2 separate regions of the Hordeum vulgare genome follow, and region 1 is linked to region 2. A link is a contact called in public Hi-C data. All regions are on one chromosome and are shown on one strand. Each heading gives the region's core, a stretch centred on a gene start, on an enhancer-like site or on the middle of the called end of the contact. The rest is flanking DNA. Distances are from core to core; before and after follow the strand shown.

What was found. Hi-C and Micro-C count contacts between places; a contact is called where the count stands out from the background.
Region 1: a contact with region 2 is called in a Hi-C map of seedling, with 4 times the contacts expected there. The contact joins the promoter of LOC123402069 here to the promoter of LOC123401526 in region 2. A contact is called at or near these places in 2 of 6 Hi-C or Micro-C datasets (leaf and seedling) and 1 of 1 datasets of contacts at active chromatin or transcription factors (embryo).

Annotation. Positions count from the first base shown.
Region 1 is chr6H:135,204,654-135,207,353 of MorexV3_pseudomolecules_assembly, reverse strand. LOC123402069 reads right to left here and starts at 1,276. Exons shown (of 2, transcript XR_006611230.1): 1 at 823-1,276.
Region 2 is chr6H:134,724,624-134,727,323 of MorexV3_pseudomolecules_assembly, reverse strand. LOC123401526 (glyceraldehyde-3-phosphate dehydrogenase GAPCP1, chloroplastic-like) reads left to right here and starts at 1,398. Exons shown (of 14, transcript XM_045095355.1): 1 at 1,398-1,726; 2 at 2,187-2,260; 3 at 2,355-2,413; 4 at 2,504-2,542. The coding sequence starts at 1,640.

The sequences.
Region 1 (2,700 bases), core at 27-2,526, 480 kb before region 2:
TTGTGTGCAGTTCGGCCACCCGACAGATCGGTACTTGGCGCAGACCATAGACATGGTCGTCGGCATCAAGGACTCAGAGCGCGCAGTGAGACGAGAGTGTTCGACGGCAGCAGAAGCTCCGAGCCGTGCTTGAGGTGACAACTATGGTGGGTGCAGGAGAACTAACGTTTTTGATGCCCTATTATGGAGCAGCTGTTGGAGACGGCACTTGCTCATGCCCAAAAAGATCAGTTTTGATGCCCAATTATTTTTACAAAGATGCAGATTAATCGGGCATGATAACCCTTAGCTTCTTCCTCGGTCTATTTTGATCCTAGGTATTAGAAGGATTTTATTTTGGTTGTTGCCCCGCTCTGCTAGGGGTTATAAGCATTTCATTCCAGGTCCGTATGGTCTGCTGTGCACCATTTAAAATCCTAATAAGTGTATGCCTGTAGCTAGCTTGCACATGCTTGTGTTTTGGCAAACGTAGCAACAATACATCATGTACTCCTATGTCCTGGCATATAAACGCAAGAAACTCAGGAACACCCTGCTGAATTAAGACCAGTGACCCATGTTCATCTAATTGATTTACACTCTTCTGTATGTGCATTTTTAGCTTGGACGAAAGGATTTACCATTTGGAAACATTATGTTTCATTGTGCTCGTTGTATACCTTTTTTTTAAGGTCATCTCGTTGTATACCAATCAGCAACATAACAATGTCTCATACATCTTTTTACTGTTTTGTAGCAACATAGAGTCCTCATTATAAACCGAGGATTTTTACTAGTTACATATACAAAAGAAAAGAGAAAACGGAGAGCACAGGAGGTTACCTTGCTCTGTGTAGTGGTAGATCGGAGCAGATGCAGCTGGTGGTGGCGCTGCGCACCGGGAGGAGCGGACGACGGCGGCCAGAATCAGGCCACCAGCGACGAAGACGGACGGATGGGGTGGCCCAAGCGCGGCCTAGAGGAGGCGGCGGCGAGATGCGCGGGTGGCGGCGCTGGGCACTGCACGGAGATGCGTGGTAAGGGGTATGAGGACCGCGGCGGCCGTACTATGGACGCCGGCGCCGGAGACGAGCGGACGTGGAGCTGCGGAGCAAACCCTAGCGCCGCCAGAGCTTGGCCATGGTTGGGTCGAGAGGGGAAAATGACTGCGGGGTGACTCACGGCAGTGATTCTGCAAAGGAGGGCAGTTTTTCTGTAATTTCTTTGAAGTGCCACGGGGTAGGACGCGCGCGGCGCCGTGCAAATTGACAACGCGCGGTCAAACACGATCCCCAAACGGCAGTGGCGGACCTACCCACAAGACACGGATGGCCAACAATGATATTAGAGCATGGTTAATAGTATAGCCAACTGCCCGCTATAACCAGTCTTATAGTTCATCTTATAGCTAGTTTGTACAATAGTTAGCTATAAAAGAGTATTATTTTTATCATATATGGTTCACCTTTCATTCGCACAAATCACCTAGGAGCACGTGCTAGAGCTGGCTCTTCACGAAGAGCCCGCTTCCCTTCTCTCTCCTCTTCTCTCTCATCCAACTCAGCAAAAATATAGTATTTAAATCCTTACAGCCTGCTGAATGTACCTTATTGTACTTGCTCTTAGAGCAACTCTAGCAAGACCCGTATCCCGCCCCGGTCCGCAAAATAACCGTCAAAGTGCAGGTCAGGGCGGCAAAACCTGTTCGATCAGACCCCGCATCCCGCCCCGACCCGTAAATATTTTTGCGGGGCGCGGCAAAATTTCGGGCCCAACCCGCGTATTCGCGGGTTCGCCCCTCGCCGCTGCGGTGCCCTGCATATAAGTGGTAAGCGGTTGGTGGGGGGACATTTCAGCCCGCGCTTTCCCCCACCAACCACCTCCCCTCTCCCCCTTCGCCCAAGATTCCGGCCGCCGAATTTGGCTTTTGTCGGCCGCCGGTGGCTGCGCCAAGCGATGGAGTGGTCGGGGAGCATCTCCCGCAGCCCCGGCAAGGGCGCATCAGCGCATGCACGGACGGGTTCGTCCTCCCGGCGCCGCCGACGATTTCCGGGCATGGATTCGTCCGGCCGTCCACCGGGCTCGGCGCTCGCGCAGCGGCTGTGTGGCTCGCCGTTGCCGCTCATACAGTGCGACGACTGCACGCGGACAATGATGTGGCTTACTTCGGGCACGCCGAACCACCCCGGATGGGTGTTCTTCAAATGCGAAAACGACGGGGTACGTGCACTTGCGATATCTCATTCTTTGGTTCAATTGCGGATCCTCATTCTGAACATGGTTATTCTTTTGTGTAGGAATATGGATGCTCATTTCGGTTTTGGAAAGGCGAATACATTGATTTATTGATAGAAAAAAAGTTAATAGATGTCGATGCACTCCTTAGTAGAATAAAAAACAATGATGCGGCTGCATGTGCAACGTCTATTTCTTCCGAACCAAAGATGATGCGGCTGAATGAAGAATGCAAGATGAAGAATCCGCAGATCAACAATGAGTGCATGGAGAAGATATTGCTTCAACTAGTTGGAGCAGTTATGGAAGTTGGAAATCTTCTAAAATGCATACTTGTGGTTCTTGTTTTCTTTGGTCTTGCTATTCTAGCAAAGATGTGGTGATGTATTATGTATCCAAATGTTGTTGAAAAAGCAAAGAAATGCATTATTCTAGCAAAGATGTGGTGCAAATTTAGGTTTTCCGGACCAGGAGGAGCTACGCCAG
Region 2 (2,700 bases), core at 149-2,648:
ACCGTAAAAAATATAATCAACATAAAAATATTTTATGTCATGTAAAATTACGAACATACAAAATTAGTGCAAAAATACAATAAATTCAGTTTTTTCGATCTTGTGACCTATATTATTGTTTTTCTTTTGTCAAATTTTACGTAGTGATTCAATATAAATGTAACTATTTGTATTTCAAATATAATTTATTTATAAATTAATCGTAAGATTATCTCGGATGAAGAATAAATTCTTCTGTACCCTGAGTGATAAATAGAGTTTATATATATATATATATATATATATATATATATATATATATATATTTTAGCACTAACCTATCATGTCGTATTATTTTGCACAATATGATTGTCGAGGATGAGGGTGATGATGTAGTCTAAATCAATGAGGGTGTTCAGGCGCGTCCGCGGTCGTAACCAGCTATTCTCATCGGACTTACACACACTGAATAATACCCCAGAATGCATAGTGACAAAATAGATTTTACGAGACTAAAACAATATCTTGTATCCACCCCTTTTGGCGACATGCATTTTTTCTTCTTCTGGAAACGCTTGTGGTCGGCTCGTCGACCGAACCGTTCCGCCGGTCGCGCGCGACCCGCGCGTGTAGTTGATTAAGCATGCAACTTTTTTTCCTTTGAAATTTGCTGTAACTAGCGTTGAAGTTTGCTACAAGCGTTTTCTATTTGCTACAATTGTTCATAAAAAAGCTGCATATACGTTTGGTTGCAACCCTAGTTCGTTGAATTTTTCGCTACAACCGGTGTTTTTGATTGTTGCTACAACCGTGTTAATCTTTTGCTACAACCGGTATCATTTCTTGCTGCAACCATTCACTAAAAAAGTTACATACACGTTAGTCAGAGTTGTAATCCGAGTTCATCGTATTGTTTTTGCTATAACCCACATTTTGTTTTGCTACCACGTATCATTAGCGTCTTTTTTGCTACCGCTATTTTTTACTACAACCATATTTTTATTGTAATCGTGACCGAAATTTACTGTGTTGTGACCAAAATTTACTGCATCGAAATTTTTTGTTGCATGGACAAAAATTTGCTGCGTTGTGACTAAATTTACTGCATTGCGTGCTACCGGCAAATCAGGTGATGGGCGTGTGGTCGGCCCAAAGTTCCGACCGAAGCGCTGGCGAAGAGCACTGCCTTTTTTTCTTCTTCTGATGAAAATGTCGGGCAGCAGTGCTGCCAACCCCGGGGCTTGGACAAATGACAATCGCCTTGCAACAAGACGAATACCAGTTTGGTCTTCTTGTGGGAAAACCAAAACCAAAGTTGGTAAGATCCTCCACTTTTTTAAAAACACGACGACGAACACGGCCAGCCAACCAAGAGATTCGGTGGAGGGGGTAGGCTCGCTCGCTCGCTCGCTCGTGTGCACCGCTTTCTTTCTTTCTCCTTTGTTATAAAACAAAACAAGGCTCGAGCCGCCACCTTCCCACGCCCGCCTCCGCGAACGAAAGGCCAGCCAAACCTCTGCCCCTGCCCCCTCGTCGGCTTGATTCCTCCTCCTCGTGACCCTCTCCTGCGGTCCCTCCCCTCCTCCTCGGTCAAACCCTAACGCGCGCATCCACCCACCCACCCGTCCGTCCGTCCGTCCGTCCATCAACCCCTTCTCCCATGGCGGCGCTCTCCGTGCCTCTCCGCACCGCGGCGGCCCCGTCCTCGTCCCTCGCCGGATCCCGCGCTGCCGCCGACCCCTCCAAGGTATCCGTTGCTCGCCCCTTCACACGCACTGTCTGTACGCGTAAAGCCGGGCGGCGCCGCTGGGTTGATGCGAGTCCATTTCGGCGTCTAGATTTGGTTGGTCCCCGTCGTAATTCGCTCGAGACCGTCGTATCCTCGGCGGGGAATCCAGCCATTTGTGCTGTTTGGCGCTGCAATACATTCTACCGGTTGAATTGGGTTCAAGCGCCGCGTACTGACGTAGGTTCCCTGCTGTTTAGCACCAGTTCCATCCATGGAATTGAGCCAAGGAGACCCTATTGTGTTAACTCTAAATTAAGATGCGAGTTGGCTTGTCTCCTGTTGCTTTCAACTTTTGTTTGGCATCTGCTGTAGTGTTGTTCACGTCGGCAGAGGCCTTTCTCCTTCTCCTTTGAGGATTTTATTGTAGTGCCGAACTTTTTTCACCTCATATTGATGGGATTTGGCTGTTGTGGCATAGGTGTCATGCTTGAGGAGCACGGGTCCAGCTCACTTGGCCTGCAGTTTCCCCTCCATTGCTGCTTCCTCTTCATCGTAAGTGCCTCCCCTTTCCGATGCATCGTTTGCATTGCCTCGTGAACTGTATGCCAGATTAGGATGTACTGCATCTAATTCGTGTGTGCTAAAGTGTCAGGAACATTGTGCCACTTAGAGCTATAGCTACACAGGCACCCCCGGTCGTCCCTCGTAAGTTGTTGGGCTCAGCAAACATATTGCAGCTTCTAGTGGCATTTGATTGTTTATAATCTTTTTTGTCCTTTTTGTTTTTCTCTGCAGAGTATTCGAGTGTGGAGAAGACGAAGGTTGGCATCAATGGTGAGCATCTTGTATACAAAATTGATGCAAAAAAAAAACTGTTGCAATCTAGATGATGCAGATTAATCCTTGCTGGTTGCATCTTTTGTCCAGGATGCTTAGGCCATGTTCTTTTGTTTCATAATATACCGTGTCAACGAATTAAGTATCATCTTGTA